7 separate regions of the Mus musculus genome follow, and all the other regions are linked to region 2. Evidence: chromatin contacts called from public Hi-C and promoter capture Hi-C data. All regions are on one chromosome and are shown on one strand. Each heading gives the region's core, a stretch centred on a gene start, on an enhancer-like site or on the middle of the called end of the contact. The rest is flanking DNA. Distances are from core to core; before and after follow the strand shown. Region 1 holds the start of Pold3 (polymerase (DNA-directed), delta 3, accessory subunit). Region 2 holds the start of Anapc15 (anaphase promoting complex C subunit 15). Region 3 holds the start of Fam168a (family with sequence similarity 168, member A). Region 4 holds the start of C2cd3 (C2 calcium-dependent domain containing 3). Region 5 holds the start of Rnf169 (ring finger protein 169). Region 6 holds the start of Rab6a (RAB6A, member RAS oncogene family). Region 7 holds the start of Coa4 (cytochrome c oxidase assembly factor 4).

Region 1 (3,773 bases), core at 237-2,736, 1.8 Mb after region 2:
ATTCAGTGATGGTAAGTCACAGTGGGCACATCAGAGCTCTACTTCTTTCTCAGCAGTATTTTCACTTAGCTCTCAATGCCTTCATTGTAACCAAACTTCAAGCAAAATTCATTTGCTGAGAGTCTATTACACGTGGGTGTTCTGACATTATGAATACAGTAAGTTTGAATTTTTATTTATTAATTATTTTGTGCATATACATGGGCCTGCATGTACCATGGTGTGTGGAGACCAAAGGATGACTCCAAGGAATCAGTTCTCTCCTGCCATCTTTATGTGGCTCCCTGGGACTGAACTCAGGTCATCAGGTCTGTGCTGCAAGCACTTTACCCACTGAGCTATCTCATTGGCCCCAAGATCATACTTAAAATAGTTTTTGTTTACACAAACCCTGTCTCAAAGTCCTTGCAGTTGTTTCCTAGTCACTCTTCCCATGAACAACATGAAGGTGGTTTGAAATGATGGGACCTCATCTTTTGTATGTGTGTGTGTGTATAAAGGGATAATAAAATCTAACAAGACTACTTGAGGATTAGGGTCACTGCTAGAGATGCCCACCACATGCTAGTTACTCAGTAAGTAAGTAATTGTGATATATCTGGGGAATATACATGAAACTAAAAGACTTTCTTCATCTCTTAATTCGTGGGAGGGAAAATTCCAAGGGATACTCTTCTCTGATTTGTTTTTGACCCTAAAACCTTTCAGTGTATTTGTAGACACAACTGTAATCTCTTTGACATGATCTTGGGTTTATTTACAGGCATCTGTTATGATTCTCTATGAAAACCACACAATGCATTTGCTGGGTTTCTATGAGACTAAATGAAATTTCATTTTCAAAGCACTTGCTCAATATGTTTGTCGTGTAACAACACAGTTACCAGCTATTATTAGTGTGATCGTGGTGAGCACAGCTTGAAGGTTTTATGTGTATCGTCTCACTTATAACTCCAGCCAAATAGAATGATTTGATTTCTCGTCTGCTCTTTTCCCCAGTCTTTTCACATCTTCCGGGAAACTCCTGGTTGACCCAAAGATCATGTCCCTAATCTAGTGACTCTTACTTGGTAGCTCTGGCTAGGTTGGAGCTCCATGGGTAGAACAGGGTGGTCTTCAGCTCACAAAGATCTGCTTGCTTTTGCACCACCACGCCTGACACCAACTCTTTTAAGCCACCCCTCCTCCCCCTCTTCCCCCTCCTCCCTCTCCTTTACAATGTAGGCTCCATGTGTACTCTTGGCCACAGCACTCCCCCGCCCCCAGCGGTGAAATATAAGGTTATGAGTCAGTCTACTTGTGGTAGCAGAGAAATCGCAACGTTCTCAGGTGCACACCGACAACCACGGGCTCGCGCCTCACTTCCGGTCGGTCTCGCTCCAACTTCCCCCTACATCAGCCCTGGCTGGCCTCTCACTAGTTTGGCCCTCACCCGCCGCCGTAGCGCGGCGCCTTGGTTGCCCTGGGAGACGACCTGTGACCCGAGAGTGAGCGAAGCTGTTTCCCGCCGGCGGGAGCTACGGCTGGGGCGGGTTGAGCGCGGGGCTCGAAGCCGCACCACCATGGCGGAACAGCTGTATCTAGAAAACATAGACGAGTTCGTCACGGACCAGAACAAGATCGTGAGGAGCTAGGACCACGGGGGTGGGGAAGGCGGGGCCGTGCGAGGCGGGTGTGCGGGGGACTGGGCCTGCCCGGTCGGCGAGGGGTCGCGACCCCCGGTGCCTGTGGCTTCTCGGGGACCGGCTGAGGTGGCCACTGGTCACCGCGAAACCCGCGTAGGGAGACACGCCCTGCGGGCAGAGCTTCTGGCGCGCGCCCAAGCCCCGGGGCCTTGGGCGGGATTGTGAGGTCCGGGGGCGTGGAGCCTGGGAAGCCAGCGGGGTTCGTGAGGCTTCCTTTCCCTGCTCTGTCGGGTGGTGGCCCCTCAAGACAGTTGAGACTGGCCGACTTTCATAGGCGACTGCCTGGTGCTTTACCCACCAGAGACAGTTTCCTCTTCCTGGAAATTTAAATATTGAAAGCAGCTTGACCCACCTCCTCGGGCTAGCGTAAAAATGAAGAGACTTGGGTGTGATGGACCTTTGCTGCTGTGAGCCCATGGACACAGTTTGGTACACCGACTCACACCTCCCGGGTCCTCCAGGCTTTTGTGTTATCCCTAGAAGTGGGATTTAGCCAAGGGTCAAATGACGTGTATAAACGCGTCAAGGGCCATTAGGGCTGGATAGATAAATTCTTGAATCCCAGGTCTGTCTCTTTCCCCTCTGCCTCTGTCTGCCACTCTGCCTCTGACCAATCTTTATTAGTCCTCTTATTGGGAGTGCATCGTTTAGCTTTGGAAGAAACAACAGACATACCGGGTCAGGGAAGGATGGAGGCTCGATGCCCCTAGTTCTTGAAATTACCCCATACTACATTTATCCATTTTTCTCTCTCTCTTTTTTTTTTTTTTTGATTCCCACACCACCTGTTCCTCTTAACATTTGAATAGTTGCAAATTTACTGAGAAGTTCCTGGGTTATGTGCTTTCAAGTAATGCTAGGTTTTAGATAAATTTTAGGATAGTTTTAGGTAGCTTCTTAAAGACAAGAGGGTCAGAGAGCTTTTAAGTAAGACAAGGAGTTTGAGCTAAATAATCTTTGGCTTGGCTTTGTAGACTCTTAAGACTTTTCTTATTATGTTTAGTGTCATGCGCGTGCGCGCGCGCACACACACACACACACACATAATTGTGCTATGTCACAATTATGGATGTCAGAGGACCAGTTCTCTCATTCCACCGTACGAATCCAACAAATCAAACCCAGGCTCTTTTTGTTTGTTTGTTTTTCGAGACATGGTTTCTCTGTATAACCTTGGCTGTCCTGGGAACTCACTCTGTAGACCAGGCTGGCCTTGAACTCAGAAATCCTCCTGCCTCAGCCTCCTAAATGCTGGGATTAAAGGCGTGTGCCACCACCGCCCGGCCAAACCCAGGTTCTTAAGGGTGTGGTAGCAAGTGCCTTTCCCCACTGCCCATCTCTCTGACCCACCTTTGTAGATTCTTTTGCATTGATCAGTCTGTGAAGCATCTTAGTGTTTGTAAGGTAAGTACCCTGGCCTTACTTGTCATATGGTTTTTTTCTTGTTGGTATCTGCTGTAGTTTACAGGACACAGCCATCCGAGAATAAGAGTCCCTAGGAACAGGCTCTTGGCACTTATCTGTACTCTGGAATCAGCTAATAAAACCTTAAAAATTGTTTTTTGTTTCAGGTGACTTACAAGTGGCTAAGCTATACACTAGGGGTTCATGTTAACCAGGCCAAACAGTAAGTTCATTTGACTGCTAATTTTAATAATATTGGAATTTTTCTTTCACTTTGTTTTTATTTATTATTTTCAGCATCATCTTTTTATTGTTTATTTGGAATTTTCACATCATGCACCCCACTCACACTCATTTCCCAGTCCTTCCAGGTCCAACACACACACAAATGAGTCCAATCTGAGTTGCCTGTATAGTCATGGGACATGGTCAGACTCCCAGTGGCCAGCCCCTTAAAGAAAACGTTCACTTTGTTTTAATTCTCATAGAACTAACTCTTAGGTTAGAACTGACTTTCTACCTGGGTCAATAGGAAAGAATATTACTTTCTCTGCCTTTTGACTACTTTTGTCTGTCTTTTGAACTGTGTGTGTTCATGTATGTAAATGTGTATGCACACAGGCTACAGGGCACAGGGCAAGGTCAGAGGACCGTCTTGGTTTCATTCCTGCCTTTCTGACCGGT
Region 2 (3,487 bases), core at 277-2,776:
AGCAGAGAAGCTGCCCTGCCCTCTTGAAATCAGACAGACCTGAGTTTGAGTCCTGGCTCCATCACTTACTAGCTCTTTGATTTTGGCCAATACACTTAACCTCTCTGGGCCTCAGTTTCCTCATCTGTAAGAATGGGGATAATTAAAATTATATCATCCTCAGTTATTACGACAAACAAAGAAAATAATGAGTAAAGCTGTATGTTGCTTAAAGAGAGAAGAGACTGGGAGCCAGAGATGGAATGTGGCATTGTGATTATGCACAAGATTAGCAATAGCAGAGATCTAGTAAAATTCATTTTAAATACACACACACACACGCACCACAAAACTTATTTTTTGCTCTTTTGATTCATGTCACATCCAACCAGTGCAAAATGGTGTGGACATGAACCACCTCTCTCACCAACCAGTCAAACTGCAGTACACACAACCAAGGATAAAAGAAATTCTCAGAGGGATGAGTAAATAACAAACAAATGAAGAATGAACTAACATGGAAGAGAACAAAATCAACTCTGTGGGCTGAAGCTGCTGACCAGGAAGGTCACCAAGAAGCTGAACTAAAACGCCCTGGCTCACAAACCCAGTGACATGTAGAGCTTGACTTTGGCCACACACTCGATGGGGGCTTAAATCCTACGCAAGGCAGGGATCCTGGCCCAGCACTGTAGGAAGGGCACAGGAAAAAATAGAGTTGGTGTCTACCTTGGTGTTTCCCCCTATTTTTAGTAAATGAAACAGGGTTACAATATTTAGCCCTGACTGTCGTGGAATTCTCTATATAGACCAGGCTAGTCCCAAACTCACAGAGCTCCGCATGCCTCAGCCCCCGGATGCTGGGATTAAAGGCGTATACCAGCCCCCACACCCGGCCCTACTCTAGCTTTTGTTCCAACTTAATTTGACCCACGCAGAACTAGACGCTGTCATTCCCTAGACCAAAGCCCCCCCAGGTCCGTGTGATGGGGGAAAAAAAAAAAGGCGCGTCCACCACGATCCCGAAAGCACTGACAGATTTTATATACTAAAATTCTACCCACCACCGCCCATTCTTTGCTCATTATGATAATGACTGCGAGATTGACCAACAGGAAGGAGGCAGGGGCGGGTCTCCGTCAGGATTTTGACCTTATAGGGATGCTAATCGCAAAATGCGCGCGGCCTGGCCGAAGCCAATTAACTGCAAGAAATGCTGGGTGACAGGAAGTGAAACCAATGCATGACGGACCATGTGCGATGGGTGGGGCTTAGACTCTAGGAAACGGCCAGTGAGCAGGATGTCTTTAAGAGTAAAAATGGGGAAAATGAACTGCTAGGGAAGCGAGTCAAAGGAACTGGGTTTCTCTGGAAGCCGGAAGAAAGAACAAGCAAGGAAACGGCAGCAGTCTCGTTTCCGCACTTACCGCGCCAAGAGCCGGCAGCCGGCGGCGACCCGGAAGCGTTTCCCCAGGTCTGAGCGGAAGAACCCACCAGAATCCGGGACTCACTAACGCATGCGTCTTGCGTCTCCTTTTGTTTCCCGCTTCAACACCGAGCCGGAAGTGATGTTGATGTACTTTAGTTACGTACTAGTTGGGGGAGGACCCTCGCTTGCCCCGCCTACCTGTCAGCTCCTCCTTGAATCTCCAGCGGCAGGGTTTCTCCAGGCTAGCCCCTCGCCTGCGTTCGACTAGTCCCGCCCTCCTGCCACTCGGCGGTGTTTGCGTGTTAATCTCCTCGAAATAGTATGGTTTCCAGAAATGTTCGCTTGTGTGGATGCCGTGTGTGCTGCTGCGTTCCAAGAAACATCTGTTTCTTCCCTTCTGTTCTCTCAGACTCGGTTTTCTGTTTGAACCCTTCTCCTCCTCCTCCTCCTCCTCCTCCTCCTCCTCCTCCTCCTCCTCCAACTCCTCCAAGATCTATTTATTATATGTAAGTACACTGTAATTGTTTTTCAGACGCACCAGAAGAGGGCATCAAATCTCGTTACGGATGGTTGTGAGCCACCATGTTGCTGGGATTTGAACTCGGGACTTTTGGAAGAGAAGTCAATGCTTTTAAGCGCTGAACCATCTCACCAGCCCCTCTTTTCTTCTTTTTTAATTTTGGTTTCTCGAGACAGGGAACTCAGAAATCCACCTGCCTCTGCCTCTGCCTCTGCCTCTGCCTCTGCCTCTGCCTCTGCCTCTCTGCCTCCCAAATGCTGGGATGAAAGGCATTCGCCAGCACTGCCCGGCATCCATTCTTTTCTTTCTGAGAGGATACCTTGAACATGCTAGACAAGCCTCTGTCATGGAACTACATCATATTCATAATATTTACTTTTCTTTTTTGAGACAAGGTTTCATTGCGTATTCCTAACTGGCCTGAAATTCACTATCTAGACCAGGTTGGCTTCGAAGTCTTCCTGTTGGTATTAAAGCTGTGTAACACCACGCTGGCCTCTTTTTTATCTATTTAAAATTTTATCTTATGTATATGTGTGTTTGAACATCGTGTGTGTGTGTGTGTGTGTGTGTGTGTGTGTGTGTATGCATGTGTATGTATGTGTAGGCCCAAGAGTGATGCTGGGAATTTTCCTCAATTGCTCTTCTATCTTATTCTTATTCAATACCACAAGTCCCTGCTATCGCTGGTCTGACTATCCAGGTTCTCTGAGAATTCTCTGTCTTTACAGAAATTACAGGCTGGTTGCCATAACCATCCAGCAATCATGTGGGTTCTGAGGACCCAAACACCAATCCTGGCTTCTTTTACAACAAGCACTTTAACCCCTAAGGTATCTCCCCAGGCCTGTACATTCTTTGTCTACGCTGTTTCTTCTGTAACTAGCATGATAATCTGCCTGGTTTTCCTCCTGTTCTTGGCTCTGGTGAAGAGTGATGAGATAGAACTGTTCAAGAGGTTCCGTATGTGCTTCCTATCAAATCTGATTGTATGGCCCAAGAGGTCAGCTTCAGCTTCAAACGTTTTCAAACGTTAGCAAGCTCTGCTTATTAAAATTGTAGCACTCAGGGACCTGAGACAAGAGGATGTGAAGTTCAAGATTAGACTGGGCTATGTAGCAAGCTCAATGCCAGCCTGAAATGTATAAGCCCCTGTCTCTCACAAAAACAGGTGCAAATTTTAAAAATAAAAATAACGGACAGTGAGATAGTTCAGTGGGTAGAGGCACTTGCTAACAAACCAAGGACCCAACTTCAATCCCTGGACCCACATGGTAGAAAGAGAAAGCTGCCTCTCACAAGTTGTCTTGTGACCTGCATGTGCACACTGTAGCAGTTCTCTGCTGCCTTGCACACCAAATAAATGTGCATCAGAAAAAAATTGTTAACTAGATGTAGTGACAATGTTGGTTTCTTTAAAAACACAGAAATATTGTAAGAATCTTTTCCTGGGGTTTGCAAGTATGGCATCTTGGAAGGTGAAGCGGCACATGCCCCGCCCCCACGCCCAACCCCCAGCATTTAGAAGGCAGAGGTAAGAGAATATCTGTGAATTATAG
Region 3 (3,688 bases), core at 766-3,265, 1.2 Mb after region 2:
CAGGATTATTAGCCTGCAATACAATGATGGGCCTAATTGCCTTGCAAACCAGGACACCAATAAATGGAGACTTCAAGCAATCAATTTTATTGGGGGGAGGTGGGGCTTGCTAACCTCTTTCTGCATACATGCACCTTGCCTGCCTAGAAAATAAATTCAGTCTTCCTATTTTTCAGTCTCATTAATCAGTTCTCAAGCAAGAATGCACCCTTAACAACCTCAAGTTCATCAAAGTCTATTTAAATTCCAAATTCCGGGACTAGTTTCAGTTTACCAGGGGGAGGGGGAAAGGAGAAAGCAGAGACAGTTTCACCTTCTCCCACCTTTGCTTTGAGAGCCCCCAACTTTCCCTTTTTGACATAGGAACTGCAAGACTCCCCACTCTCCCTTAATTCTACCTTAAATGGCTCTCTCATAACTTTACCCTTGGGGCTGCTATTTCCAGACAATTCCAACGTAAAACAAAAAGGTCAAATTGATAGCATGAGATATCCTCTAGGAGAATCTTTAATGTACCTTCTCTGTCCCCTGTGAAGACCCTTCTAATGGTCTTGTTATTACTGTCTCTCACCCAAGCAGCTGATGTAAATGTTCTAACCCCTAAACCTCTGGTGTGTCTTGGAGGACATCTTAATCCTTCCTTTCCTAAATAAACTGACCCACTCCATCCCCGCTGCCACCTCACCACAGGTAACCAGCTTATCACAGACATTTCTTCTGCAAAACTGGCAGAGAGACATTTTCTTTATGATACCATCCACTAACCTTGCTCGACACCTGCCAGAATTATTTTAGTTGAGTCCAGCTGAGTAGTCTGACATATCCTCTACCTCCAACTTCCGCTCAGGGGAGCCACCTTGTTCCTTCCAGAGACTCTAAACTCATCCTAAATCCTTTTCCACTGAGCCCTCATCCCCAATTTCAATCCCTGTCTTCCTATTTGGGGCCCAACTTACAATTCACTCCCTCCTGTCAGCTTACCTCATCCATCCATCTCCTGTAGTTGGAGGTCTCATCACTACCAGTCCAAATTCAAACCTCCAGCAGCAGCCTACCTCAAGAAAACCCCAAACAATTCCTACCTCTTCTGTTCTCTCCAAGCCCTATTTCCGTAAGTATTCACAAATTCCATCATCCCCAGAAGACAACAGCCCATTTCAAGCTGGGGTCTCAACCCATGCCAAAGCCCTCACCCCCAGCTCCTACCATCTCCATCTTCCTTCCCCAGGTCCACCCCAAGTCCCACCTTCCAAAATTAGCACTCCCTAGAGTCCCATCCAACGTTTATATCCCACTGGCATTGAAATCATCTCCTTAGCCCCCACCCCGCTCTGATCACAAGCTGTCAACTGCTTCAGGCCAACCCCAAATCATCACCTTCATTCAGTCCCATCCCCCATTAAAAGACATCCCACTCCAATCTCACCTTCCACCTCGCCCCAAGACAATCCCAAATTCCACCTCAATACCCTACACACCCCATGCTCCTATCCCTGGTCTGGTTATCCCTCCATGTAAAGTCCTACCCCCTCACCCCCCTCCGCTACCCTCCCTGACCTGCTGCTGTCCCACCCTCACCCCACTCCCAGCCCGCGTACGGACAAGTCTCCCCCACCAGCCCGCCGTTCCATCGCCACCTCGGTCCCCTCCCCCAAGCCGGCGCGGGGGCCCTACAGCCCCCACCCTCGTTCTCCCCGGCGCCACCAGCCCTGGCTCCACGGGAGCGGGCCGGGGGGCGGAGGGGGGGTCTCCTCACCGGCGAGCTGCTGCAGACGAAAACCGCGGCGGCCGCAACTGAAGCGGCGATGCCCTTGTCTTCTCTGGAGGCTACAGCGGCGACGCTCTCGTTCCCTCGTCCGTGTCCAGTAGGGTGGTGGATGGCGCGCAGGGACGGGAGCCTCCTCCTCCTTCTCCTCAGCTACTCAGATCTGAATCCTCTGCAGTAGCCGCGGAGAAACCCGACAGTGGGGGAAGGGGACGCTCGGCTGCAGGCAAGAGAGGAGGAGGCGGAGGGAGGGGGCGGGGGACCGCTGAGAAGGGCGGGGGAGGAGGAGTCGGCGCGCTGTCCCGACACGTCCCACAGCCTCCGAGCTCTTGAACTACAACTCCCGGCATGCTCTGCCACGGCCCTGCGCGGCCTGGTTCTCCCAACCCTGCTCCGGTCCTGGACCGCACCCTCTTGGGTCACAGACAATGGACTCCCACGGGCTTTTGTAAACTCAAAGGCCTCTTGGGAGGGAAGTTGGATATTTCCGCAGCCTCATCTCCATGAAGCAAAACAACCTACACATGCACTCTTTTCCGCCCAAGGGACTACACCTCCCAGCATGCCGCACACAGTTTCCCATTCTCTCCTTCCGGACCCCTCTCAGACCCGGTACTACAGTTCCCAGGAGTGTGGTCCTTGCGAAATGCTGGGACATGCAGTTCTCAGTCCTTCCTCCATGTTAAGAAAAAAAGAAGTGAAAGAGAGAAAAAGGGGAAGGACTATTCCAACCCACTGAGCTTGGGCCTAGATTGGCTACATCACCTGTAATTCTGTACTCTCCTCGCCATCTCCGTTGTCACTGTCTCGCCAGAACTAATGCTGCATCAGCTTCCCTGGCATCCCTGAAAATCAGAGGACAAGTCTGCAACTTAAATCCTCATGTAAAAAGCACATTTGTTTACATTTACATTACTTATAAGTATTTAATCTAAAAAGATTATCAAAAATTTTTGGAAAACAATGCCCACGGTTATTATAGGAGGTTGTTGAATATGAGTTGAGAAGGATGTAGATATTCATCAATAGAGGGCTGATTTAATAAATAGTGATGTATGTATTCAACGTAATGCTAAGCAGCCATTTAAAATGATGGTAAATATCTTTAGACATGAAAGGCTTTTCACAATTTCTTGTCAGAGGGGCAAATTGATAGCAAAAACAGCAAGATTAGACAGGTTCGATTTATTTGAAGTTCGAGGATATAAAAGCGTAAAGATTTCAGTGAAGAGATTCTCCAAAATGTTATCAGTGATTATCTTAAAGAAAGAATTGTTAGGTTTCAGGTTCCTCTTATCTTTTATACTGTCTGAATTGTTTAAGGAAGCACACACCGTTTTTTAAACATAAAAGGTTATTTCATATGCATACACACACACACACACACACACACACACACACACATGCTTGCACGCACACACACAGATACAGCTATAGATATTCCAAATACAACAACCTCTTGATTTCCCACCTACAAACTTTCCTTGGGTCTTGTTTACCTAAACAGTGTTTCAGGACTGTGTGTCTACCTTTCTGTAAATCCCACTATTAAAATAATGGTAGTTGTGTACTGTATTAGTTACTTCTCTGGTTGCTGAGACAAAATACTTGATAAGAGCAATTTAAGGAAGGAAGGAAGGAAGGAAGGAAGGAAGGAAGGAAGGGTTTACTGTAATTTACAGTTTTATCTTAGGGAAGATAAGTGTCAGGTCCAAAAGAAATTCAGGACAAATAGTGACCTGTGGTGCCTGGCTATTAGCATACCAAAGAGCATTCTGACCTCCATGCACCGCTTAGTGATCCCTCAGTTTCATAAGAACCTGTTACAGACTCCTTGGCTCTAACATGACCCTAAATTTCTTCAGTTCATGGGCTTCCCCCCCCCCCCCCGGCTTCTCATTATCCTATAACCCTAATATTTGG
Region 4 (3,541 bases), core at 104-2,603, 1.5 Mb after region 2:
CCAGGCTGGCCTTGAACTCACAAAGATCTGCCTGCCTCTGCCTCCCAAGTACTGGGCTTAAAGGCTAGCCCACCACAGCAGGCTCTTTATCTCACTCTTAAATTGTCTTTGCTGTCAAGACCATACAGTCAAGGACAGAGACTAACATTTTTAGGTTTGCTGCTACCTTTGGTTCTGGGTTCAAAATGTTAACGTCAAATCTTACTAGAGTTCAGAAAGGTGATGAATAATATGTAAATGAAGCGATCAGTTACAACTCTGGCTTTCCTTTCAGTCAGTACCTTTTCTGAAAGATTTAGAGAAGACTTAAAAACAAAACAAACAAACAAACAAACAAAACAAAAAAAACCAAGAGTTTTTCTGCAGGCGGATCAAGTTCAAGGCCAGCCTGGGGTTCATAGGGCCCCCTTATAGGAGCTGGATAACTAAGAGGATTTAAGTTGGATTCAAGTCATTCTAAGTGAGGAGCAGTCCATATATGCACATATGTTTCCATTTCAACGAATTATCCCTGCGCTTTATGGTAGATCTTTTTCTTCATGCTACAGGACACAAACTGTTTTAGTTGAAAAAACTCCTTGTATTGATTCCTGATGAGATCTCAGTATATTCTTATGAAGCGCAATCGCTTCCCAAGGAAAAAATCAGAGAAGTAGAAGGGTATATATATATATAAGTGGTTTTATTTGCTTTTTGAGTAAGCTTGGGTTACAGGTTTCACGATGTCCTCTATCACACACCCTTTCACCATCTAAGGTTTTTCCGGACAGAGTTATGTCCCTTCCCCCTACTCCGAATACCTCTAACACACATACGTGTATCCCTGTCGTAAAAAGAGCACGTTTAATTTTGTTGTTCTCCTATCCGTATCTATTAATCCTCACTTGCCTCATTTATCGACCCTCAGGCGCTACTTCCTTTCCATTCTTTAAAAAAAAAAAAAATTCTCTTAACTTTCTGGTTCCCTAGTTAGTCTCTCTTCCGTCCTCTTTTGTTTTGTTTTGTTTTGTTTAACCGGAGCGGGTGGAAGTCTCCTTAGAATTCTTTAGCCCTTTTATGCTTTTCTCAACCTTAAAGAAATAAAGTTACCTCTCTTTTTGCGCCCACGGCCGCCCCCAGGCCCTTGGCCTTTCCGTTGTTTCATCCCGAGCCTGGGCCCTTCGTCACAAATTCAACGCAGGTGCCAGCTCCTAAGCTGTACGCTCCCGCCATCCCTTCCCACGGCGCCTGCGTTCCCCGGCAACGGGCGCCGCTGGGAAGCCTGGGACGCAGGAAGAAACACTCTTTCACCAACAGTTCCCGGAAAGCGGTGCCAAAAGAAGGCGCCAATTAGAGCCCCTGCAAATGGACTACAACACCCATGATGCTTTGCTTCCCTACCTTGGCCAAGTTGGACCAGGGCACCTGCATCTGCGCAAGCGCAAATTGATACACTATTTGAGGACTTCATTGTCCAGCATGCATTGCCTTCAAGAGGTCTCTTCCTGCTAGGGTTGTCGAGTTCTCTGATAGGAGTCTGAGAGATCCGCAGACTCCGTTACCCAGTTTCCTTTGTGCGAAGGCTGTTGCGCACTTCCGGTGGAAGCGCTGCGGCGAGGGGGCGGGGCTTACTGAGCCAGTGGGCGGTAGGCGGCGCTGCCGGTGGCTGGTTGCTGTCCAAAGGCGACTGGGCGTCGTTAGAGGAGAGAGCTGTGACCGGTTGTACTGCACGTATCGTGGGACGGACCTTGGGCCACTGTTGTCGACGTGCGGCCTCCCTTTGATGTCGGCCCTTGAAAAAAGCATGCACCTCGGCCGCCTACCTTCTCGCCCTCCTCTACCCGGCAGCGGGGGCAGTCAGAGCGGAGCCAAGATGCGGATGGGGTACGTGACTTGTACCACTCTCCCAGGAGACCAGGCCCAGGCCATTGGAGATTGGTGTCTGGGCATTCAGAGTGCCACGGGAAGGGACGCTGTGAATTGGAGGAAATGCTGGCCTTGGCCTGGAGGTGTTTAGATAGAGTAGAAGGTAGATTTGGGGACTAGGTGAGGCGCTAAGGGAGTAGTCCACTGGAGGACTGATAACATTGTTGGAGAAGGGGAATAAGGACAAGGTTGAGAAAATGAAAGGATAATCTAAGGGATGACGGGAATCAACTCTAGAAGTGATGAGTCTGGGAGAAAGAGTGAATCAGTGAGATGAGGAGAAATCTGGCATCGTTGAGGGGAATAGGGAATGACTGAGAGAAAAGTTGACGGGTTTGGGGAATCAAGTAAGTGAGCCAGGAGTAAGAAGGTTTTTACCTGAGGGTTATAGAAAACATCTGAGGCAAAGACTAGGGAGTAGAAGGTTCTAGAGAAAGTTTCCAGAAGTGTAAGAGTCAAGTTCAGAGAATGAGGGGGTGAATCAGAAAACTTGGAGAATAGGCCTAAGGAAAGACAGAGAACATGGCTAGGGGACTGTTATCAAGGGAGTGAGCCCAGAGGCTAGGGAAATAGGGGGGGTGTGATGAGGAAGACAGCTGAGTTTGGAACAGTGACCACTGATATCCCAGAGACTGAGAAATAATTTCGAGTAGGATTTGTTAAATGGAAGCACTGGAGAGGTAAAATCTGAAAACCAAAGAAGATTTTGTCAATTGTTTTGTTTTGCCAAGCAAATGGGACCTGAGGGAAACTATCTATTGGTCTAAGAATTAGACTTAGTGAAGCACTGGGAGTAACCACTTAACAATAAAATGGGAGTAAATGGTTTGCTGGAAAGGGAGTAGGGCTTGAGTGTGTGTGTGTGCTTATGTGTGTGGGTTAGAAACATTTATTAATTTTTGTGGTGTTGAGGCTGGAACCCAGAACTAGATAAATGCCACATCACTGAGCTACACTCCCAATATAAAAGCTGAGCTAATGAAAGAAACTTTAGAAATTTAGATCCCTGACAGGCTGTGTCATTTATAGTTATAGGATGCTTGCCTGCTGGAGAAATCGTGATAGTTGAACATCCTAGTAAGAGCTGCTGGAAGGCAGAGAGAACTGGATAGTCATTGGGCTATTTGGAGGACTACTGATGGTAAAGAGAAAAGAGACCTATGTTGGATTTGGGATTGGAGAGAGAAGCTGGTAGATATATTTCAAGAATTTCCACAGACTGACCAAAAGGCAAGAAAAGATGTATGCAGTTCTGTGAAGACTGAGTATAGGAGATGAGAGAGAGTCCTGCTATTAAAATGATTGGTAAAATCTGAATCCAAGAGGTTATGATCTATAATAGAAAAAAATTGACTGAGGAGGCATAATAGCAGGTAAAATGGAAAGCTTGTTATAAGATAAAATAAAGATTGGTCTCGAAAAGACATAAAGATTGAACTTTTAACATAAAGAAAATTTGGAAGCTGACCTATACCATTATTTTGGAAAATTAGCCTGAAGTATAAAAATAAATGTAATGATTCTTCATGTGTTTTTTTTTTTAGTTATTAATTTTTTGGGGGAAGGGGGGGATATGGTCACACTTTATAAGCCAAGCCTAACCCTGAACTCTTGATCCTCCTGCCACACCTCGCTT
Region 5 (3,836 bases), core at 1,237-3,736, 1.9 Mb after region 2:
GAACGTGTCCACTGTAACAGTCTCCCTGACAATCTAGTGTTAGATTCTTATAGCATTAAAAATGAGCACGACATAGATCCTGGTATCCTTTATCTCAGCTTTTGGCATCAGTCTGAGGCAGCACCGTGGCTGTCATATGCCCACATGCACACACTTGTGTGGTGCATCCCAGGCTGAGAGCCTGCTGTATTCCAGGACATTTATTTTAAAGCCGAGGAGACCGAGGGCAGGAAGAAGGAAGGGAGCCAATGAAAAGGCCCAGGAACAAGATCGGAGCTGGCATCTGGGCAAGTGATACTCAGATCGCTTACTTTTCTCTGTGGAAAAGAAAAATTTCTGTTTCTCTTTGTGTCCAAGAAAGCAAGCTACACTGTTCTAGGCTAGCAGTGAACAGGCCCTTCAGACTGAAGTCCTATTGTGTAAGCAGCTCACAAGAAGCAACTGTTTCTAATGGTGGCTGCTTCCTGTCTAAGTTTCACCACGCTGTGATGAAACACCATGACCAAAAGCAATTCTGAGAGGAAAGGGTTTATTTGGCTTACATACCCTGAACTACAATCCACTGAGGAAGTAAGTCAGGAACCCAGATGCAGAAGCTGATGCAGAGGCCATGAAGAGTGCTGCTTGCTGGCTTGCTCGTCATAGCTTGCTCAGCCTGCTGTCTTATAGGACCACCAGGTCAGGGTCATACCACTTACAAAGGGCCAGGCTCTCCCGCTGTACTCACTGCTTGAGAAAATGCTCTACAGGTTTGCCTAGAGCCTGATCTTATAGAGGCACTGTCTCAACCAAGGCTCCCTCCTATCAGATGACTCTAGCTTGTGTCAGGTTGACAGAAAACTAGCTAGCATACTCTCTGTACCACAAGCCTTCCTTGTCAGAACCAGGTAAAATGTCCCTGGGTAGGAAGTGAGCAAGTGCCCGGATAAAGGACAGCCCATCCAAGAACTCACTTCTGTGTCTGGCAGTATTCTGGCTGTCTGGGCCTTAGGCTGGGCCTCTGACTCTCTGGACATGATGTTTAGTTACTCACTGACCCTTTGTCAGTTGCTGTCTGTCCTTTACTTCCAGGTTCTCATCCTAAGGCTCCAGTCCCCCCCACCCCAACTTGGATTAATCACTCTGCTTTGAATCGGTTACCACCAACTGTGGACACTCTCATGACAACCTGGAGCTTCTAGATGCTTTCTTCTACATACAGTTGCTTAAAAATAATGTCTTTACAAAGCCTGTGATTTTCCATAAAGATAACATCTTGGTCCAAATGCACCTTAAGGTAAAAATAATAAACAAACAAACAAACAAATAAATAAATAAATAGGCAACACCCCGAGACTTGTTGTAGTACAGTCATCTTTCCATCAGGGGGAGCCATTCTTTTTCCTAAATCCTCTGTATCCAGAAAGGAAAATCACAGCAAAGTCTCAACACCTCTCCCTGGCTTAAACAGGAATGATGTGGTCAGAGCTGGCCGGTAGGAATGAACTCTAAGATCCATGGGACAAAGCTTATAGGAAGAGGGGTTGTGTGATGGCAGGTCAGTTTGCAGAAGTCACAGCTGCCAGCTAGGTGAAGAGATGAGGAGAAAGAAATCATGCAGTGGGCTTATGGAATGAAGAAGTGGGTGGGAACAGGCTGGAAATAGAGCCATTTTGGCCAGAAAATGACAAGACTATAAGTTAAAGATGCCTGGGCTGGGAGCGTGAGGACCCTTGAGATGGTTCTGTGAATAGAATGTGGGAAATAAGGGCTGTTTTGAAAGGATGGAGACATTAGGTTTGTGCACGGAGCATGCAGATATCCATAATGATAAATTCAATAACTCTGAACTGCAGATATTAGTGTGGGCTTTCATGGGGAAGAAAAGAGGAGACCAGGGAGTCATATAGACTGAGAAAAGAAAAGGCACAAGCTTACACAAGAGTATCTACATTTAAGTATCAAACACAGAAGTAATCTGAGGAGCAGGGTTTGTGTAATAAAGTATGCTTTTTTTTTTTGCCCCAGCCAAGGGAGGGGACTTCATAAAGGGATGTGGAGAGAGAGGGGCTGAAATGAGGGCTGGTCAGGTTGTTATTTCAACAATCACTCAAGACTTTTGGTCATGATAGGCCTCATGCTAATCACAACAAGCTGCTATGGCCCCGAGGAGAAAGCCCTTACCAAATGAAGTACTTCGACAAGTTTCTGGATAGCTCATATTTATAGTTCATTTTATAAAGTTCAGGGTCGCTCAAAAATTCCAAATAAATTCTTTCAGTCTCTCAAGATTCAGTGCTAGAAACTACAAAAACAGGAGGGCGGGCTGAAAGACCAGATATATAAAGAATAATCATTAAATATTAATAAGCAGTCTCCTCCTGCTAAGCGAAAGGCCCTAGGAGAAATATCCCCAGGCGGACTAGGTTCCCGCCCCCTCATGAATATGCAGATAGCTGTCCGCCGCGCACTGCCCCGCCCTCTACTCCTCTCCCACCGCAACCGACTCTCCCTTCAAACGGGAAACAAGATGGCGGCGGCAGGTCCGAGCACTCGGGCTTCTTCCGCTGCGGCCGCGGCAGCTCTGAGTCGGCGGGGCCGGAGGGGCCGCTGTGACGAGATGGCGGCAGCGAAAGCCGGGGCTCCGGGCCCGGCCTCCAGCCCCGCGTTGTTAGTGTTGCGGTCAGCGCCACGGCCGGAGGAGTCGGGCTGCACCGGGTGCCTGGAGACCCCGGGGGAAGTGGCGGCCCTGCCGTGCAGCCACTCGCGGTGCCGAGGCTGCGCCTCGCGCGCGGCGGGCCCGGGCTGCCGTCGCTGCCGTCCCCGCGGTTCGGGCTGGGCCCGCCGTCGGGCGCGCGACGACGGCCAGGCCGCCGCGGAGCTGATGGGCGAGCGCGCCCGTCGTGGACAGCCAGAACCCTGCCGCCCGCGCCGGGACGGGGGCGCGGCTGCCTCGGGGCCCAGGCCGGAGCCGGAGCCGCTCGCGGAGCCAGGTGGAGCCTCCCCTCGCCCCTGTGGGCTTCAGCCAGGCCCAGCCGCCGGGTCTGGCCTGGTGAGCGGGGTGGAGGGTCCCGGGCTCTGCTGCCGCGGGTGTGGAGAGTTCTGCTGGGGTCGCGACCGGGTTCTGCCCAGGCGCAGTATGTGTTGGTGAAGGTTGAACTTTGGAGCGAACTGTACGCGTGTTGAATTTGGAGGGGCAGTGAGGGGACCCCGCGCCTTGCGTAAGTCAGAAGTTTGGAAGGAAACAATTCCTGGAACAAGTTAGGGGCATGTTGAAGTTGGTGCGTGGAGGGGGAGGGGCCCTGGAGGATCCCAGCAGCGCTTGTTTCAGTGTTGGGCAGAGGGCTTGGGGTCGCGCGGTCTAGGAGGGATGTGTCTTCCAGGGCTGGAGAGAATGAGGTGTGGGATATCCCAGGCTCAGGGGGAGCTTTGCAGACTTGAGAGCAGAGTGGGTTTTGAGGATGAGCTCTCGTGTGAAGTTCTTTCTCATGCTATCTTGGGAAAAAAAAAAAAAAAATATATATATATATGCATGCTTAGCGCAGAGCTTGCCACACAGGATGAGATAAATGCCATCTATTTTGGTGATAATACTAATCATAAACGTTAGTGGTGCTTGATGAAGAAAGCTGGGTGGGATTTAAGTTTTGGAGACAAAGATTGGTTTGGCTGGGGGCTGTTTTCTGTCTTTCTATGTAAGTTTCATCTATGATGCTGGCAACTTAAAGGTCTGTTGTAGGACTCTTGGCCTGAACTCCTTTGCCTTTCTCACCGTCGGCAGCCCATCACTTGTTGGTGCTGAAGTCTGAGATAGAAAATTCCGTTTGTAACATGAACCGAGACCTAGGCTTCTTTGG
Region 6 (3,614 bases), core at 995-3,494, 1.3 Mb after region 2:
AATCCAAACATTACAAGAAGAAAAATTATTTCCCAGGCCCTGCTGAAGGCAAAATTGCAACCAGTGTTAACCAGCCATAAAGTTCCAAATTGGTATAAATAGTTCAAGCTAGCAATAAAAGCTAAGAATACTTTATCAGTTATATGCTTTTCACTCCAAATACTGTTCTCCATAACCTCATTTAAGATATCTAGTAAGTATTTAATGTTTGATTACTTGGAACTAATCCCCCAATGTCTGAATTACAATGATGGTCAAGAAAAATGTAGAGGAAAAGCGAAGATTATAATCTCTGAATTACTGTTCAGTTTGAATGATATAGAATAAAGCTGTTGGAAGAAGTAATCTTCGTGGCAACCATTACAAAATTAGAACCTTGTATCCACTAGGAAGCACAGTGACTGCAGAACCTTGACCAGACAAATGACATTACAATTTCATTCACAAGACCCTATGAAATATTAGGTATACATAAAAAAAAATCAGTTAACTCAAATAGTATTCTAATCTAATTTAGAGAGCTAGATGGTGGATCTATTACCCTATTACCCAAAGGCAATCCTACAAAACAAAGATGCATTATTCTAAGCCTCTCACATACATCTTAAATATGTAACTGGAAAATTCTCAAGAAGAAATTAATAATTAACATTTCACCCGTTAATCCTTGCTTGTATCATCATGAAGATACTTAAATATTTCATATTGAAACGAGAAAAGAGGGAAGTGAGATGAGAAAAATTCAAAGTAAACTGATCATGACATAGCATCTGGCAGAGACTGAAAAGGCATCAATATAGCCAAAAGAATTGTCAATGACGAAAATTAATAGAAAAATAAGGATTTCCAACCAGTCCCAACCCAAGGGACCAAAATCATCACTGGCAACGCCACCTCTTTTCAAGTCTCCTTCAGTTAAAATATATTAGCTCACTAACCCTAACTAATTCTTCATTTAGGTGTAAACTGAGCAAGAATTGTTTTTCTCCATGACCACCTCTTCTCTCACCTTCCGAGAGACTAGTACAACTCCGAGCCAAGCCTCAGGGGAAAACAACGCCCAGATCCCACCCTCCTTCATCCAAGGTTGAAGAGGGGGCCCATTCTCCAGAGTTGGGGGCTTCTCGGAGTGGGACCTCACTTCCAATGGGAACCGGAAAAAGAGCAAGGAATAAGGGTGGGGCCCCATAAAGCCGGCCCGGGTGGTGGAGACCACGCAGAGCAAAGGAAGAAAGGGATGGACAGGAGGCTGGGCGGGGTGAGGACTGAGGAGGACAGAGCGGCCCGAGAGGGCCCGGCTGCAGGCGGCGGAGTCCGGGCGAGGATCAGAGATCTAAGCTACAAGCCTGATAGATCCTAGCGAGGAGGAGCCAGGGACAGGGACAAGAGGAGTCGGGGGACCCGGGGAAAAGGCTGGGGTGGGGGTTTTAGGAAGAGCGAGGCCGGCGGGGAGCCTCAGCGGCCAGAAGGGCTGCACTGGGGGCGGTGCGGGGAAGCCGCGGCCGGCTGCCAGGAGCGGGGGAGTCGCGCACTCACCGCTCTGCTCTCCCAGGAACACCAGCTTGAATTTCCTCAGCGGATTCCCGAAGTCTCCGCCCGCGGACATGATGGAGCCGGAGGAGCCGCCGCCGCCGCCTCAGCCCAGAGACCTCTTCCAGACCGCTGCAGCTCCAACCCGCTAACGAAGAGGGCCGAGCTGAAGGGGCAGCCTCCGAGTCCTCTCGGCCCCTGCAGGGCCGGGCAGAGGGGCGAGGCTGAAGGGAGAGTGCCTCCACCGACCGGCAGCCGCCGCCGCCGCCTCCCCGCAGAGTCGCCTAGCACCGAGCCGGGCCCGCGGCCGCGAAGGGACGCAGGGCGGTGTCGGAGGCAGCCAGCGGTGCGCTCGGGCTTCGCTAGCCTAGCGCCGTTCCTTCCCTCAGAACGCGGCGCGGAGACTGAGGTGAGAGAGGAGGGTGGCGAGGCGAGCGCCGCAGACGCGTCTGGGTCTCGGCACGCGCAGTGCTCGGGCTCTCACAGCAGCCGCCGCCGCCACCACCGCAGCACAACCCGCTGAGTGCGCGAGCCTCTGGCGCGGATGCGGGGCGAGTCCGGGCGCGAGCCTGCCGCCCTGCCGGCCTCGGACGTGCGTGCGTGAGTGCGTGCGTGCGCGTCGCCGCCAGTGCTTTCCTGGTTTCGCCAGCAATCCCGGCTCCTCCCGTGCGGTGGAGAAAGGGGCCGATCAGGTTTCGACTGGCGTCTGGAGAAGCCGGGAGGAGGCGGGACCGAGTTCCGGGTAAGCAAGGGGGGGAGAAAAAAAAGGGGGCGCTTACGTCAGTGACAAATCGAGCCAATCAGAAAAAGCGGAGGGCAGGCAGCTGCTAACTGAGGTGGCGACGCGAGAGCGCGCGCGCGACTCTCGCGCGGAGGAAGGTGTGGGGTTCTGGCAGCCATAGGAAGTGTGGCGCGACGCAAGGCGATTGGAGGAAGGAGGAGGGAAAAGAAGGTGGGACGGAGGCGGAGCCGGAACCAAGGTGGAATGACCGCAGCAATGCGTGGGTGGGGTTGGGTCGCTCAAAGGTGTATTGTAGGTGCTAAACCCTTAACGTCGCTTCTCCTTCCTCACTTTAGCCCTTCACCCGTTTACCCTAGCCTTCTAAAACGTAATTCCTTGCTCGGCATCTTCGTGTATATAAGATTTCCCACCGTTACTCCGTGGAGTTTCATAACTACCAGAAACAAGTCCTCTCCATTTTGTGGGTGAGGAAATTGGAGTCCAACAGAAGGAAATGACTTGCAAAATCCACGTAGTCATGTCATGGAGTCAAGGTTTTATTTGAACCTCTGCTACCTCCTTACGTTAAGCCATCAAATTCCCTAGTGTCTGTTGGCGTGATCTTCTGTTGAGTGGCCGTTGTTTTAGGTGCCCATAACATCAGACGATAACCATCGTCTACATGCTAGAAATGAGTTTAGATATCATATAAGCCAAACTCCACATATTACAGATATGAAATGACTGCCCACTTAGCGGTGCAGCTTTGGAAAAGGTCACACAACATTCCAGAGGGCTGCCTCAACAAAATCACAAATCTGCAGAAGGAGTATTTAAAAGATCATCCTTTCTCCTTAAAGCAGCACTTCTGGATGTGCTTGAGTGGGGCTTCCTTAAATTTGCCATCTGAAGCATTTCCAATTGTCAACCAGATTTGAGATCCAATAAGATAAAGGTGAATGCCATAAGAAAACATGAACTAAGCATAATGTGGACAGTTACATAACATAATTAAATGTAACTTTTCATCTGAATGGGATCCCTAAAAAGAGAGTATCAGACAAAAACAAAATAATTTGAGTATAGCATGAATTTTAGTTAATAACAGTATTTTGTACTGATTGATTTATTATAACATATCAGTCCTATTAAAGTAAGCTGTTAATAGAGGAGTCTGGAGTGGTATATGGGAACTTCTATAATGGCCTTTGTAAATCTAGTAATTTTCTATCTAGTGCTTCACATCTGTAATCCCAACCCCCAGGAAGCTAAGGCGGAGGATTGCTGTCAGGGCTTGGCAAACCTGGGCTATAGAGTTAGTTCCAGCTTAGCCTAAGATACAGAGTGAGGTCCTGCAGAGAGA
Region 7 (3,425 bases), core at 339-2,838, 1.4 Mb after region 2:
GGTTGAACACTTGGAAGACAGCCCAAGTACATGCAGGTTTGACTGGTGGGGGGAACTGAGGAGCTCAGTGTAGCTGTAGCATAAATCACGTGGAGGCTGAGGCAAAAGATGGGTCTGTGTGGTATGAGGCTGTTTAGTCAGCAATATCCAAATGTGAGCTTATTTGCCCAGACTGCTTCCCAAAGATCATCTGTTTCAGAACCCTACAGAATGCAGCAAGAGAGAACCCTACAGAATGCAGCAAGAGAGAACTCAGGAAAGGCTTCAATAGAGATAACTTCAACCTTTGCAAAAAGTTTGTTACGACGGGGTATAAAGGCGCTAAATGCCTCTTTTCTGTCTTATTCATTAATAGGTGGTTACTGTGTTGTGTGTTGGCTACTATATTAAGAGTATACAAGGGCTGGTGAGATGGCTCAGTGGGTAAGAGCACCCGACTGCTCTTCCGAAGATCGGAAGTTCAAATCCCAGCAACCACATGGTGGCTCACAACCACCCGTAATGAGATCCGATGCCCTCTTCTGGTACGTCTGAAGACAGCTACAGTGTACTTTACATATAATAAATAAATAAATCTTTAAAAAAAAAAAAAAGAGTATACAAACAAGACCAAGCTAGAGACAATTCCTGCCCTCATGGAGTTTACAATCTAGGCAAGTAAACTGGAAGTTTACAACAGTATGTACAGACAGCTGGGAAAACGAGGCAGGTCTAATCTGTCAAGACTTTCTAGAGAACCTGACTTCCAGGATGAAACTCAAGGATGAATGAGTTAGCCAAACATGGGAAAACTATTTCTGGCTAGAGGTAGACACATGAGAGGAATCACAAGTTCGATGACTGGGCTGAAAATGTAGTTTGGTAGTAGTACAAATGTCCAACGTGGAAAAGTAAATTGAATTTGATTCTCAGCCTCGTAAAACACTTCAGTAACTGGAGAAACCAGAAGAGCAGGAAATGAAAATTGGCAGAAATAAGTAAATGATTGATCAGCAAAGCTTTGCAGCCCATGTTAGGAGTTTAAGACTATTATCATGAGGAAAAGGGGTAGGTCACAAGACGATTTAAGCACTTCTCTATATAAACCTCACCGCTACGGAGGCACAATAAAAGGGTAAATGTCTTTGCCTGGAGACCTGTATTATTAGGTAGGGCCGTCAACAAATCATACACACACACACACACACACACACACACACACAAAATAAAATCGCTTTAAGATTCACTAGGTAGACTTTGTAAATAGCACTGCAGTATATGTCCAATACATGTTGTCCTCGGTACTCCTTGAATAAAATGAGTTCAACCCATGCTTAGAAATAAGGGCAGGCTAGATGCCTGACAGCTTGGCAAGGCCTTCTAGTAAGGCATGACAAGGAAGAGGAAGGAGAGAAATACAGGCATCCAAGTCCCCTGAAGCACCTCTCCCAGTTTCAGGAGCACTCCCGCCGTCCCCACTGTGCATCCGGTGTAGGGATGCGTGCGCAGTGCTCACCCGCAGGTGCAGAAGAGCGTGCGAGCGCGTTCCGCCCCAGACGCGGGGATTCGTAGGCAATAAGGACGCCCCCTGTTCTCTCCGCAGGAAGCCGACCCAGCGGGAGCACACACGCGGAAGAACAGAGCCCTCTGCAATTCCCATTGGTGAACTCTCCGTGTAGAGCCCGCCTTCAGCCCGCCTCTTCCGGGAAAGGGCGGAAGGAGCGGACCAATGGAGACCGGATCCTAGGGAAGGCACCTTGGATCGTTCTGAGAGACTGTGTACACACCCTCAGGTGACTCCAGGCCACCTGAGAGTGACGGAGGAGGCGGGTAGCCATTATGCCTTTTCATCAGCAAGAGCTCTGACTGGACCCATGTCTGAAGTGTTACCGCATGGGTTGCCAAGTAAGCTGAAGGGCACAGGATCCAGAAAAGGAATTTCAAATGGGACATTTTTCATTCCCAAGTAAAACAAAGAAACATGTATGCACAGTGTGTCCCATGCCATAACTAGGATCTAGAATGCCCTAATTGCTGAAGTGAAAGGAAGAGGCATTTTCTATTTACATTTGTGTATTTATGTGTGGCGTTGAGGTACACGTGTGGAGAGCAGAGAACAGCAAGAATTGATTCTGTCCTAACATGTGGGTCCTGGTCTTGAACTCAGGTTGTATGGTGGCTGGCAACTTTACTCAGGAACCATCTTGCAGGGGCCAAGGGATTGATCTTTCCTCACTCTGCCTGCCTTCTCTTCCCCACTTTCATTGACAGTGCACACAAGCTCCCTGGAGACCCTTTTCTTAACTTTCCATCTCTCTAGGCTTCAGGGTGGAAAGTGAGTTATTGCACCTAGCCATATCCAGACAACTCTAATCCTCTTTTACCTCTGAATGGCATTCTGTGTCATTCCTGACCATTGAATTCTCTCTCTCTCTCTCTCTCTCTCTCTCTCTCTCACACACACACACACAATCAACCTTCCTAAATTCTGTGAGAAAAGCTCATTTTATTGATTATCTGTCATTTCACATACCATTATTATGTTTTGTATCTATTTTTGGTTTTGTTTTGGGTATTTTATTTGTATTTGGGGGGATAGGGTCTCACTATGTAGCAGTAGCTACTGTGTGTAGTAGCTAGCCTTGAATATGTAGTTCAGGCTGGCCTCAAGCTTGTGGCTTTCCTGCCTTAGCTCTCCGAGTGTTGCAATGACAAGTGTGTGCCACCGGGACCAACCTTGAAGCTTAGTTCTTTACTATGATAAGTGAAGATCATCACACATATTTATGATAAATACATATAGATCATCAAGCATATATGTACTTATATATGTATTTACCATATATGTGTATTTATCATATATCTATGTCTGGTGATTTTCACCTGTCATCAGAGAAGATAAAATTCTACTTTATAACCAGTAAACAAGATAAAATTACTTTAGCAACTTTCTCTACATATAATGAACTTCACCTCTAAAACTTTTTTTTGAAACAGGATTTCTCTGTGTAGCCCTGGCTATCCTGGAACTTGATCTATAGACTAGGCTGAACTCAGTCTCCAAGATCTTCCTTCCACTGTCTACCAAGTGCTGGGATTAAAGGCATGTGCCACCACAGCCTGGCTTTGTGGTTTGATTTATAGTCAGTCTTTCATTGTATTTCCTCCAAAGTCAGTTTGCTTTCCTCAGTTTCAACTGACTTCCAATATAGGTATGTGGGGTGTGTGTGTGTGTGTGTGTGTGGTGGTGGTGGTGGTGGTGTTCCTATGGGTCAATTACATAAGTGTATCATCTGTACAGATGCCTAAATTGGGTCTTCAAAGAGATAAATATGAAAGTTATTTATTTATTATTTTTGAGACAAGGTCTCACTATGTTGCCCTGTCAGGCCTGAAATGTTCTAGATCAAGCTAGCCTTGAATTCACAAACATCCACCTGCCTTTA

The links. Promoter capture Hi-C pulls out the DNA fragments that hold promoters and counts their contacts. Hi-C and Micro-C count contacts between places; a contact is called where the count stands out from the background.
Region 1: a contact with region 2 is called in a Hi-C map of B cells, with 6 read pairs. The contact joins the promoter of Pold3 here to the promoter of Anapc15 in region 2. A contact is called at or near these places in 2 of 39 promoter capture datasets (erythroid cells and liver) and 1 of 484 Hi-C or Micro-C datasets (B cells).
Region 3: a Hi-C map of CD4 T cells shows a contact between it and region 2, with 8 times the contacts expected there. The contact joins the promoter of Fam168a here to the promoter of Anapc15 in region 2.
Region 4: a promoter capture Hi-C map of pre-B cells shows a contact between it and region 2, with 4 times the contacts expected there. The contact joins the promoter of C2cd3 here to the promoter of Anapc15 in region 2. A contact is called at or near these places in 6 of 39 promoter capture datasets (the C10 cell line, embryonic stem cells, liver and 2 more), 6 of 484 Hi-C or Micro-C datasets (B cells, CD4 T cells, liver and 2 more) and 2 of 9 other capture datasets (adipose tissue and liver).
Region 5: a contact with region 2 is called in a promoter capture Hi-C map of pre-B cells, with 2.5 times the contacts expected there. The contact joins the promoter of Rnf169 here to the promoter of Anapc15 in region 2. A contact is called at or near these places in 1 of 39 promoter capture datasets (pre-B cells) and 1 of 9 other capture datasets (liver).
Region 6: a Hi-C map of B cells shows a contact between it and region 2, with 10 read pairs. The contact joins the promoter of Rab6a here to the promoter of Anapc15 in region 2. A contact is called at or near these places in 1 of 484 Hi-C or Micro-C datasets (B cells), 2 of 115 datasets of contacts at active chromatin or transcription factors (astrocytes and large pre-B cells) and 2 of 9 other capture datasets (adipose tissue and liver).
Region 7: a contact with region 2 is called in a promoter capture Hi-C map of pre-B cells, with 3 times the contacts expected there. The contact joins the promoter of Coa4 here to the promoter of Anapc15 in region 2. A contact is called at or near these places in 2 of 39 promoter capture datasets (liver and pre-B cells), 1 of 484 Hi-C or Micro-C datasets (B cells) and 1 of 115 datasets of contacts at active chromatin or transcription factors (embryonic stem cells).

Annotation. Positions count from the first base shown.
Region 1 is chr7:100,119,213-100,122,985 of GRCm38.p6, reverse strand. Pold3 (polymerase (DNA-directed), delta 3, accessory subunit) reads left to right here and starts at 1,486. Exons shown (of 12, transcript NM_133692.2): 1 at 1,486-1,622; 2 at 3,257-3,312. The coding sequence starts at 1,563.
Region 2 is chr7:101,894,370-101,897,856 of GRCm38.p6, reverse strand. Anapc15 (anaphase promoting complex C subunit 15) reads right to left here and starts at 1,526. Exons shown (of 6, transcript NM_027532.4): 1 at 1,407-1,526; 2 at 40-124. The coding sequence starts at 62.
Region 3 is chr7:100,704,962-100,708,649 of GRCm38.p6, reverse strand. Fam168a (family with sequence similarity 168, member A) reads right to left here and starts at 2,015. Exons shown (of 9, transcript NM_001362169.1): 1 at 1,757-2,015.
Region 4 is chr7:100,370,045-100,373,585 of GRCm38.p6, reverse strand. It overlaps C2cd3 (C2 calcium-dependent domain containing 3), which reads right to left and starts at 1,353. Exons shown (of 33, transcript NM_001017985.3): 1 at 1,090-1,353. The coding sequence starts at 1,144. It overlaps Ppme1 (protein phosphatase methylesterase 1), which reads left to right and starts at 1,690. Exons shown (of 14, transcript NM_028292.2): 1 at 1,690-1,863. The coding sequence starts at 1,763.
Region 5 is chr7:99,979,108-99,982,943 of GRCm38.p6, reverse strand. Rnf169 (ring finger protein 169) reads left to right here and starts at 2,486. Exons shown (of 6, transcript NM_175388.3): 1 at 2,486-2,972. The coding sequence starts at 2,510.
Region 6 is chr7:100,606,216-100,609,829 of GRCm38.p6, reverse strand. Rab6a (RAB6A, member RAS oncogene family) reads right to left here and starts at 2,244. Exons shown (of 8, transcript NM_024287.4): 1 at 1,537-2,244. The coding sequence starts at 1,606. It also overlaps a transcript of Mrpl48 not described here.
Region 7 is chr7:100,535,263-100,538,687 of GRCm38.p6, reverse strand. It overlaps Coa4 (cytochrome c oxidase assembly factor 4), which reads right to left and starts at 1,588. Exons shown (of 2, transcript NM_183270.2): 1 at 1,496-1,588. It overlaps Gm39058 (a long non-coding RNA gene), which reads left to right and starts at 1,569. Exons shown (of 2, transcript XR_869836.2): 1 at 1,569-1,884; 2 at 2,977-3,097.